Linked DNA regions of Hordeum vulgare: region 2 is linked to region 1. The links are chromatin contacts, called in public Hi-C maps. All regions are on one chromosome and are shown on one strand. Each heading gives the region's core, a stretch centred on a gene start, on an enhancer-like site or on the middle of the called end of the contact. The rest is flanking DNA. Distances are from core to core; before and after follow the strand shown.

What was found. Hi-C and Micro-C count contacts between places; a contact is called where the count stands out from the background.
Region 2: a Hi-C map of seedling shows a contact between it and region 1, with 7 times the contacts expected there. The contact joins the promoter of LOC123403689 here to the promoter of LOC123402342 in region 1. A contact is called at or near these places in 5 of 6 Hi-C or Micro-C datasets (leaf and seedling) and 1 of 1 datasets of contacts at active chromatin or transcription factors (embryo).

What each region holds. Positions count from the first base shown.
Region 1 is chr6H:463,215,258-463,221,146 of MorexV3_pseudomolecules_assembly, forward strand. LOC123402342 reads right to left here and starts at 3,083. Exons shown (of 4, transcript XM_045096248.1): 1 at 2,789-3,083; 2 at 1,457-2,294; 3 at 1-79. The coding sequence starts at 2,225.
Region 2 is chr6H:463,349,899-463,355,787 of MorexV3_pseudomolecules_assembly, forward strand. LOC123403689 (ornithine carbamoyltransferase, chloroplastic) reads left to right here and starts at 2,872. Exons shown (of 5, transcript XM_045097601.1): 1 at 2,872-3,262; 2 at 4,092-4,426; 3 at 5,065-5,196; 4 at 5,280-5,552. The coding sequence starts at 3,070.

The DNA of each region.
Region 1 (5,889 bases), core at 1,833-4,332:
GTCAACATGCTTAACCTCATTTCACGGTACTCGTCATCAATACATCGAGAAGATCGAGTTGCACCATCGCTTGATATTTCTACATTTTCAACAAATCTGACTTAGTACAATGAAGCATTATAAATTAAACAACAAGCATACACGACAAATTAGGAGGCAAAAAAGACAGTCTCACCAATAGTAGAATACAACAAAGTGATTTAGACAAAATATGCATGCAGCATAAACAAATCTTAGATATATCACTTTTAGATCATAGCCATATTCATTAATAAATGACTTTAACTCATAGCCATACTTGCTAGCAGTGATTGGTTCACACAGTTCAATAATAAAAAGATAGACTACACACAACCCCCAAAAAATATGAAAGAGATGGCACATTGACTGTAAGGCCTCAACCAAATATAGGAAGGCATACAGAAACACTGAGACAATCATAGTTCAGCCATACTTGCTAGCAGTAAGGCATACAGAAACACTGAGACGATCATAGTTCAGCCACAGGAAGAAAACACACAATAAACCTGCATATAGGCTACATAAACATCATAACATTAAGTTAGGAACCAAGTCAGTGCCTGAAACCTAGGAATGCCCATCTTAGCAAACGCTATCAGAAACATGTCTTGCATCAGCATAATAAAGGCAAATAACATATATGCCAGGACTGATTCACTGGAGAAGTAGGTTCAATAATACTCTGTCCGTTCCTAAATATAAGTCTTTTTAGAGATTCTACTACGGACTACATAAGGAGCAAAATGAGTGAATCTACATTCTAAAGTATGTCTATATACATCCTTATGTAGTCCGTATCAAAATCTCTAGAAAGACTTATATTTAGGAATGGAGGGAGTATATCATAGTAAACTGCAGTGGCAAGCTGCATAGGAAACATGACTTGCGAGCTTTTGGAATATAGAGAACTAAACAGAGAGTATTCTATCCTATGTAGTTCCTTTTTTTTGGCTAATTTGTTTCACTATATTTCCAACTAATAACAGATATAAATTGCTGCTACAGGCAACCAAGAACAATCAACCACAGATTGTTTAAAGCAAGATGCTAAGCATATACACAAACTAATTGCTATCTTCAACGAACGATATCTAAATAAGCGTTTAGATGCCAGTTTTCACTGAAGAATCATTGCTGCGGGCAAACAGGAACAACCGACAAGAGAGATCAGTTCAAAGAAAGATGCAAAGCATATACACAAACTAATTGCTATCTTCAACGAACGATATCTAAATAAGCGTTTAGATGCCAGTTTTCACTGAAGAATCATTGCTGCGGGCAAACAGGAACAACCGACAAGAGAGATCAGTTCAAAGAAAGATGCAAAGCATATACACAAACTAATTGCTATCTTCAATCTAACATATCTAAACAAGAGTCTATTCTGCTAAAAACAAATGAGCAAAGCATAGTGTTAGCATGAACTGAGTGGTACCTTCGAATGCATCATAAAATTCTGCACCAGGTGTGCCAGCAGACGTCCCATAAGGAGAACTGGGCTTCCACCACCCCTGCCCACCAGCATCCTCAGCCTCGGAGTTACTAGTCACACTCTGTGAATCCTGAGGCTCAAAGAAGGCATCATTTTCGCCATTTCTTGGCATTCCATTGTTGACAAACCTTCCAACATTGACAGGCCTCACCAACGCATCTGGACTTTCATGCCGAAACTCGAACTCGGGCTGATCCTGCTCATCTTGGCCGAAAAGGGTCACCTTGCCTTTCTGTACCCCTTCATTCTGCCCACCAAAGGTCTCCTCAACACCATTGTTACCTCCAACCACACCATTACTCTCTTGTGAGAGCCTAAACTCAGACTCCTGCACTTGAAAGGCTTCAGCCCTTTTCGGCAATGCAGGTAGCCCCTCGGGAAACTTCGGCAGGCTACCCTCACTTCCGACATCGCCCTGAGAAGGAGTCTTGATCAGGCCAGGCCCCCGACGTTTATGGTTGATGAGATACGGCGACCAGGTTCCAGGGAACGACGACGGCGAGTCTGGCAGTGGCGTGCTCTCAGGTGTGGAGTAGAGCGCTGGCAAGGTGTTGGTCCTGGCAGGAGCCACCGGCACAGGTACGGGCTTCTCGGAGGACTTCTCAGGGGGTAGCGGCGCCGCTGGAGGCGGCTTGGGAACAAGCTTCCGGAGGTTGGGAAGGGAGCCGGTCTCCAGGAAGGGGTCCAAGACGTAGTGCGTGATGGTCGGCATGGGGACGTGGCTGCCGGAATCAGAAGGTGTGGTCACCGTAGATTCTGCCTTGCTCGCGTCAACGAGGTCCTGAATCACAATAGACAAAACCAGAGCAGGTTAGAATGGATCAAACCCTCTTCCCTTCCGTCTTGGGGAGAAGAGAATCAAGAGATAGGGCGCCAATATTAGGAGATTCCGATCCAAAATAATCGGAAACATCTGCAACGAAACACGTAGACATCCTACCCCCTAACCTTCGGAAAAAATACGCAGCCTAATAAGAAACCAACGAGACGAGCCGCTCAAATCATCACCCAGAAACGGGAATAAAGGAGAAATCCACAATACTCCTCGCCCAAATTTATAAAAAAATTCGCCGAGACAAACATGCCTCGAATCGAACAATCCCGCCGCGGAAATTTGACCCCTAACCCGACGAAATCTACCACGCAACCCGCCTAGCAGAACCCCAGATTCACCCACGCTTCCAAGGCCGGGAAGCAGCGCCGCAACCGCTCGAAAGACAACGAATCCCCAAACCAAACCCGGGCGGCGTAGAAGATTCGTCGGGAGATAGTCACCTGCGACCGGCCGGGGAGGGAGGTGGGGAAGCGCGCGGCGCCTCTCGCTTGGTCGGAGGAAACCCTAGCCCGCGCCCGCGGCAGCTCCTCGTCGTCGTCCTCGTCCGCCGCCGCCGCCGCCGCCGCTCGCCTTTCGAAAGTTACGAGGGGAGGGGGGAAATAAGCGGCGCGAGACGGACCAGCCAGGCGGCAACCCCAGGGGAAAATATGCTAAAATACACGGGCTCGAGAGGGACAGGGAAAAGGGGAGGGGAGAGGAGAGAAAGAGCGCCGCTGATTTTCGGTATTTATTTCGCCCCCTTTCTTCTACTGCTGCCTGGAGAACACGAAAGAGAACAGGGAGGCTGCCGGCTCCGTCGGATCGCGCGGGCCCATGGCGTCAGCGGCGGCGGGGGGTAGGAGGTCGGGTGCGTCGGGGCTCCTCTATTCTTGGAAGGGAAGAAAGGGAGGGCTGGGATCGTGACTGGGTGGTGCCTGGTGCGGGGCGCCAGGGAGGAACGCACGGTCGGGGGTGGATCTCCTCGGCTCGGTTGCGTCCGGGTGGGTAACGACCGGGCGCAGGAGGGGCTGCTGTTGGCTCCTGCACCGCACCGAATCGCGTGGGCGAGGTCAGTTGACCACGTGATAGAACGCAGCTGGCCTGACCGCTGGCCCCCGCGTGCCCGTGTGGGACTGTGGACGGGTGGACGGGTGCGTTATCTTTTCTTTCCTCTGCCTCGTGGGGAACAGAATATGTTTGTGTCTTTGTCAGCAAGTCTCGGGCCTTCGCAGGGTTTCCTCCCGCGTGCCACCGACGCGGCTTGTCTGTCTTTTCGCTCGCGGATGATCATGTATTCTTGTTCAGCAAGTTCGGAGGAGGGGGGTTTACTTTGTAGAGCAATATCTGACTTCCAACAAAAGAGGAGAGTGTTACATTAAGCCCGGGAATAGTTTGTAATCCAAACCAAATCCAGTCCACCTATCAAATCAAACCAATCCAAACTATAAGTGCTATAATCCAGACCAAACCAAGTTGTTTGTGTTTTCGAGCCAAACTAGTCCGATATATTCATTATAAATGATTTGAGCGTGTGGTTTCAAACTATGAAAACGTGCACACAGACTATGGACGAACTAGGCGGTTGTCCCTGTCCCGACCACCAGGGCAGCAGCACCAAAAGAAGTCAAAGTAGCCGATGCAAGCTAGGTGTCCATGAGGCGGTGCCTCCACAATAGCAGAAGAAGTAGCCGAGGTGGGAAAAGATCGTGCTCGAGCCCCACACGTCTCTTCATACTCTGGTCACAGTATGGCACTCGTGGCAGCGTGCAGGAGCAACTATAGGAAGAGGTTGTGGGTCTCTAGTGGATGATTGGGTAGGACAGATGCTCACACTCGACTGCAACTCCTTCATGGATGGGTTCATTGATAACCTCGTGGACATGCTCTTCTGTCATCCATGGATTGAAACCATTTGAGACCAGTCAGTCTCTGTCCAGACCAATAATAGGTAAACACCACACCAACCTAAATTGATTAAGGGGATTAGCCTATTTCATCCAATCCAAAAGCATTCCAATAGGAAAACTAACCGAAACTATACTTTCAGTCCAAACTGTTAGCACGTTTAATTACACATACGAGCAATCTCGCTTTTTATGAAAAAGAAAAGGTTGAGCTTTATTCATTGAAAATAATCATTACGTCGTTTATGAGGATTGGTACAACTAGGAAACATGCACGTGCATTACAACAGGAGAAAACAATACACTATGAGATGTGGTAAGTGAAAAAAAATCTTTTGAGAATTTCTCGAGCGTGAATGTTGGCATACGTGTTGGAAATATGCCCTATAGGCAATAATAAATTGTTTATTATTATATTTCCTTGTTTATGATAATCGTTTATTATCCATGCTAGAATTGTATTGATTGGAAACTCAAATACATGTGTGTATACATAGACAACACACTGTCCCTAGTGAGCCTCTAGTTGACTAGCTCGTTGATCAAAGATGGTCAAGGTTTCCTGGCCATAGGCAAGTGTTGTCACTTGGTAACGGGATCACATCATTAGAAGAATAATGTGACGGACAAGACCCAAACTATAAACGTAGCATATGATCGTGTCAGTTTATTGCTACTATTTTTCTGCATGTTAATGTATCTGTTCCTATGACCATGAGATCATGCAACTCCCAGACACCGGAGGAATACCTTGTGTGTATCAAACGTCGCAACGTTACTGGGTGACTATAAAGGTGCTCTACAGGTATCTCCAAAGGTGTCTGTTGGGTTGGCATGGATCAAGACTGGGATTTGTCACTCCGTGTGACGGAGAGGTATCTCGGGGGCCACTCGGTAATACAACATCACAACAAGCCTTGCAAGTAATGTGACTAAGGAGTTAGTTACGGGGTCTTGTATTACGGAATGAGTAAAGATACTTGCCGGTAACGAGATTGAACTCGGTATGGAGATACCGACGGTCGAATCTCGGGCAAGTAACATACCGAAGGACAAAGGGAACATCATACGTGATTAACTAAATCCTTGACATGGAGGTTCAACCGATAGAGATCTTCGTAGAATATATAGGAGCCAATATGGACATCCAGGTCCTGCTATTGTTTATTGACCGGAGAATGTCTCAGGTCATGTGTAACGACTAAGATGCGGCCCTTTCCTATTTTGGGGGCGAGGCCTCGAAAAGGGAAAGGGACGCATCTAAACATTTCGCAAGCGAGATAATCATAACATTACATAACTGAGAGAGTGACAAGTAGGGCATACACTTGCCATCTGATGAGAGTATAGCATTAAGCTTACAGACACACATTATTCAGAGCATAGTTTAGTCCCGCTATGGACAACATGAAACAAGTAAAACTATGGCATCCCGCATGATGGCCCCACGATCACGACCACGGCCTCAGTCCTCCGGATAGTTCACGTACAAACGGCGAGAGTCCTCATCGAACTCCCACTTCAACTGGTTGTCATCAGGATCTCCTGCGTCGGGCGCACCTGTACCTGTTGGTGTTTGTAGTAATCTGTGAGCCACGGGGAGTCAGCAATCGAATGACCTAGTATCGAATCTAGCCAAGTTATTAGGTGAGGAAGGT
Region 2 (5,889 bases), core at 1,622-4,121, 130 kb after region 1:
TTTGCATTGCATGAACTGCAGTTTAAGGTATAATAGTCATCCATGGTTCAGGTGAGGTGCTTCATACTGGGAAGCGTAATTGAGGTGCTTCTTTATTGGTTAGCTCATGCCTGCATTTTGGTGCTTGGATTGTGATCGTTTGTTCTATGCAGAAATCTCGAGGGAAGCGTTGGTTTCAGGCTCAGGCTACCTGGTTGTGGGGCTGGTGTTGCTTGTTTGATTTGTTGAGATGCTTATTCGTTTGTCATCCAGTTGCGACTTGGCTTTGAAAGTTGCGGTCCATTTCCTTTTAAGATGTTGTGAGGGTTGGCTACTGTAGCGAGTCTTCCTATGTTGCGTGCCTATAGCTTGCACTATTTTTTTTGTTTCTTCAGGCATGCCACTACAGATTGATTTTATGATTAAAGCATGTATCAGTGATGTAGTCCTATTGCGAAAATGCTTATTGTTTCATTTATGTAATGTAGGAACATGTATATCCTTTCAAGTTCACTGATGTGGTTACCACTACAACACACGTCCCTCCAAGGACCAAGGGTGGGCATGATCTTCTACAAGGTTGTTGTGTGTGACTATTAGGACATGATCAACTTTGCGGTGTCCCCATCACTACAAGTCAAGCTAATAGAGCTAAATGCAGCATGGCATTCATAATGTTCAGTTATACTTAAGAAACATGCACACGTGTCTTTAGATCCTATGGAGCATTCCTAATAATGACCATCTATTTAACTATCTTGGATCATTACCATTACAAAATGCAGCATGGCATTCATGATGTTCAGTTATTCATAAATGTGGCAGTTAATTCTTCTCCTGCATGATATTTAAGCATGTTGCATGTACCAATCTGTTGATGATTCAATCATTGATTCTGATGTACAAATAGGCAAAACCATTGCCTCTTTGGATGATGGACATGAGTGTGTTTTTGTTAGTTTTCGGTGATGTACGTCGTGAAGCGGGACGGGTGGACGGAGATGGTGCACTTCGACAAGATCACGGCGCGGCTCAAGAAGCTCAGAAGGTCTGCGCCGGGGTATACATGGGCGTCACCACCAGCCAGCTCGACGAGCTCGCCGCCGAGACCGCCGCCACGCTCAGGGCCTCCCAGCCCGACTATGCCTCCGTACATTCCCTCTTTCGATTTGTTTCTCCCCTTCCGGTCTGTTCCGTTCCCCCCTCACGGCGCCCGTGTTCGTGTCTCCTGGCCTGACGTATGTGCGTGTGTGGTTCTTCTGCAGCTCGCGGCGAGGATTGTTGTGTCCAACCTGCCGCCAAGTGGAAATAGTGTGTGTGGTGCTCGTAAATAGAGAGCATTCTGGTAGAAAGGTACAGGAAAGAATAGGGAAACTTCTGTCATTTTCTTTGGTCTCTGAAAAATAAATGGTGATGTGGGCTGATAGCCTCATACATTACTAAATTACATGATACAAACTCACTTCTCTTTTTTGATTTTTTGTTTACTTCGTTGTGCTACAATGGCTCTCCTAGGAATGTTCTTGCATGCTTTGATGTGCACAATCCAGAAAGTGCATGCATCCACAAACCAAATAGGATTTTGTGTGTGTTATCTTCTTATAAATTTTGTGCTCGTCCAATAAGAATAAGGTTTGGTGGTATTATTTTTGTCTGTCATCCGGTGAATTTCAGATTTCAAGCTAGTTGTAGTTATTTCAGGTTGTATGTGCAAATCCTTGGTGTGACATGATTGGTAACTGACCATAAATACATTGCAGTCTGATGTCTAATTCTTGATTTATGTGGTACCATGGTCTAAAAATTGGTCCTAAAGATACATGGTGTTTTTGTACAAAATAGATACAGTTATTTTGGGACGGAGGGAGTATTAGATTATTTTATTTATTTTTAATTTGGTTCTAAAGATATAGTTTCAGAGTGATCATTTTGCAACAGCCAAGCTTGCCGTTGTTACAAATAATTGTTCTGTTGTCCTTAATTCACTTTCTCGGTTTTTTTACTGCCACAAGCATTATTGTTCCATTTTTTTAGTTACTGATCATGCCATTTTTCTATCTGCCTTTGTAGCTGAAAGATTAGTGAGACTGACTAAATTCTGAACATGTTCCATGTGAGAGAAATAGCATGTTGATTTCATCTTGAAATAATCATAGCTGGGGGTGAGGTTCGTAACTGAGGGTCATGTGGAGAGCTGGAGGAAGAAGTTGCGAGGCTTGGAACTCTTCTTGTGATGGACTCAGGGACAACAGTGAGGACAATGCCTCTTTAGTTGTAATTGTGATACTACTAATGTGCAAGTAAACACTCCTATGATACTCCTTATGCTAAAATGTTGGTTGTTAGTACAAAGGTGGTGACATTATTTGGTTCTCTGGTATTGATTTCATGATTTGTGGTTAATACATGGTATAATACAATCCACATTGCATTATATTTCCAGTTACTCAATACTAACATTCTTTTTAATTGGCTTCTTGCGCCATTGGCGCAACCGGGTCATCTAGTTACCTCTAATGTCGAGTGGGCTCCATGCAGGACAGTGTCCTATGAACGAGGCGACGGATGCTCGCGTGCGATCCTATCCTAAGTCAAGCGTTTTCACTAAAATATACGAGATCACATATAAAATGGACTAATTTTTCAGAACAAAATAATAAATACAAACCAATATGTGGTTGATATTTAAAAGGACAATGCTATTCCAAGCCCATCAATTTCAAGTCATAGACTTGACAGAGAGGTTCTCACATCCTTCTACGAAGGCTATGCTCACAAAGGCGAGCTGTGAGTGCGTAGGGATAATTGTACTGCATATGTATGAACGCGTGTCCGTATCGTGTTAAAAATACGTAATAATTCTTCTAAAAAATGCGAAAGGGCAAGTGTAACGAATTCTCTACATACGCCCCTCGCCGGATCCAGCTGGCCCGTCCATCCCGACCTTTCTCGAAGCCACGAGCCGCCGCACTCAGGCCGCCGCCCTAGCCGCCGCGCCGTCCACCTCCGCCGGATTCCAGTGGCAACCAGCCTCCGGTATCCCCTTTTTCCACCCTCCGTCGCCGACAGTCACTGAAGCATCTCCTTGCGATGGCTGCAGCGGCGATTTCCGGCGGCCACCTCGTCCTCTCCACCCCTACCTCCACCCGGCGCCCACAGTTGCTCCCCATCCATCCGCCTTCAGCGCGACCAATCGCCGCATCCTCCGCCTCCGCGGCCCGCCGCGGGGTCGCGGCCGCCGCAGTGTCCAGCCCTGCCGCGGTCCCCTCCACGGGGAAAGATGGTTAGGGTTTCTAAGCCTGCATTGAATTACTTTTGTTGATTATGGGACACATTAACTAGGGTCCTGGTGGGGTTATTGTATTTGTTCGAAATTGATTTTGACAAACAGGAAATGATCAGTTGTGACATGGTACCTGCCGTGAAACTTGAGTAGCTTCCAGGGCTCCCAATGTGGGCAGTTTCCAATCCTCTGCCAATGTCGATTCCTCAGGGACTAGTTAGCACAACCTCTGTCCGGAATCAACTGTCGCTGAAATGAGTGTATCCACACACTGAAACGTGTCAAGATACACCCATTTCAGCAACGGAGGGAGTAGTTGCTAGCAGCGCGCAAAGTTTGAAGTCTTAAATAGCTTTTGATATAAAATGAAGAGCCCCCTTATGATTGATCATCAGCTGTGTCAAAATTCTGGTGATCATTTTTATATGACACTGGATGAGAAATTATTTGTAATGAGAATCCACGCAGAGAGATCACACTATTCATATGGTGATCAAACAAGAAATGTACAGATTTTTCTGGTTGGACACTGCAAAACACAGACTGTGCTTTCCTTGTCCCCGTCATCACTGTTATGTTGTGCTCACCTACTTCGTTCCTCACCAGTGATCACCATTGAGCAATAGTTTTTCTTATGGTAAAGATGTTAGCTCTGAAATTCACTGGTTTGCTCATTAGCTTTTATCTTTTTTTTTTCCTTCCTGAAAGCATGTGAGTGACGGAAACTTAGTGTACATTTCAAAAGTTTTGTGCATCAGAGTAAACTTTTATTACTGAAGATGTAACAAAATTTTGCTAACTTTATTGACAACACTACATTTTCTTGCAGGCAAACAGGTTCCTAAGGATTTCCTCCATATCAATGATTTTGACAAAGATACAATCATGAAGATTCTTAACCGAGCAATTGAGGTTAAGGCAATGATAAAATCAGGAGACAGGAGCTTCCAACCGTTCAAAGGAAAGTCGATGGCAATGGTCTTTGCCAAGCCGTCAATGAGGACCCGTGTTTCATTTGAAACAGGATTCTTCTTGCTTGGTGGGCATGCCGTCTATTTAGGTCCTGATGATATCCAGATGGGCAAGCGTGAGGAGACCCGTGATGTTGCTCGTGTACTTTCTGGATATAATGACATCATTATGGCCAGGGTTTTTGCTCATCAGGTATGATCATTAGTTCTATGATTATGATTTGTAAAATTTCTATTGAGGTATGCCAGATTCTAAATAAAATTCCTGCATATTAAATCTTCCTGTTCCACAACGTGTAACGATTGCAATCTAGACATAACTATAACTTCTTATTTCTTTGGTGCTTAAGCAAAGTTAGATATCTACTCTGAAGCCATGAGCGGACAATAGAAGAAATATATATTTCGCAGGCTGAAACCTTTTAATATGAAGCATCAACCACGATAGAGTGTAGTTATAACTGAAAATGTAAGTTCTTTTCATTCTAGTTTGTGTAACCGCCAACCTGAAAATATTTGGATGGGTGGATTTGATGATCAAACAATATTGGCGTGGTAGTTTTTTCTGTTGTGCTTCTTCATTTATTTTTTACATGTCGTAATAAATTTAACATCTACACTAGTGTAACAAACACTCTTATATTATGGGACGGAGGGAGTAATAATTGATATTTGGATTGGCACTGAACTCACTTGCATACAATCCTGCTTTGTTGGCTTGCTTGTTATTGAGATACTTAATCTTAAGTTATTTGTATTCTGCTTTCATGCAATTGACCTTAAGAGTTAAGAATCACATTGTCTTTCTAACATCTCATATGATTTTTGCAGGATATTTTGGACTTGGCAAAATATGCACCTGTACCTGTCATAAATGGCCTCACAGACTACAATCATCCGTGTCAGATAATGGCTGATGCGCTCACTATGATTGAACACATCGGCCGTATTGAAAATACCAAGGTAGATCACCTTTAAAATGACAGCATATGGTGGTTTTGTTCTGCGGGGACCAATTTTCTCTCTTTCCCTAATTATGTATGTAGGTTGTCTATGTTGGAGATGGCAACAACATTGTGCACTCATGGCTTCTATTGGCTGCTGTGATTCCCTTCCACTTTGTATGCGCCTGTCCTAAGGGCTTTGAGCCAGATGCCAAAACTGTGGAGATCGCTAGGAGTGCTGGAAGTAAGATTGAAATAACAAATGATCCCAAGGAAGCAGTTAAGGGAGCAGATGTTGTGTATACAGATGTTTGGGCCAGCATGGGCCAAAAGGAGGAAGCTGAATATAGGAAACAAGTATTCCAAGGATTCATGGTCAGTCTACCTCTTGTTTTATGGTTTACACAAATGTTGTTCTGTGGACATGTCATTTCTACTGGATTGTTGATACCTTCTTGTTTTGCTGGCTAGATTCTAGCTACATCTTCAAAATGTTCATATTCTGCTAGAAACCAACAAACTTGTTTCTTTTATGTTTGATATTTAGAGTTTAACGAATTATACTAGAAGGTTGATGAAGCTTTGATATTCTGCTAGAAACCAACAAGCTTGTTTTACTGGCTTTCACGTTTCTTTTATGTCATTCAATCATTCGCAGTCAGTAGACTCGGCGCATGGGTTGGCCCTCAGCTCACACTTTTGTGATTCTTGG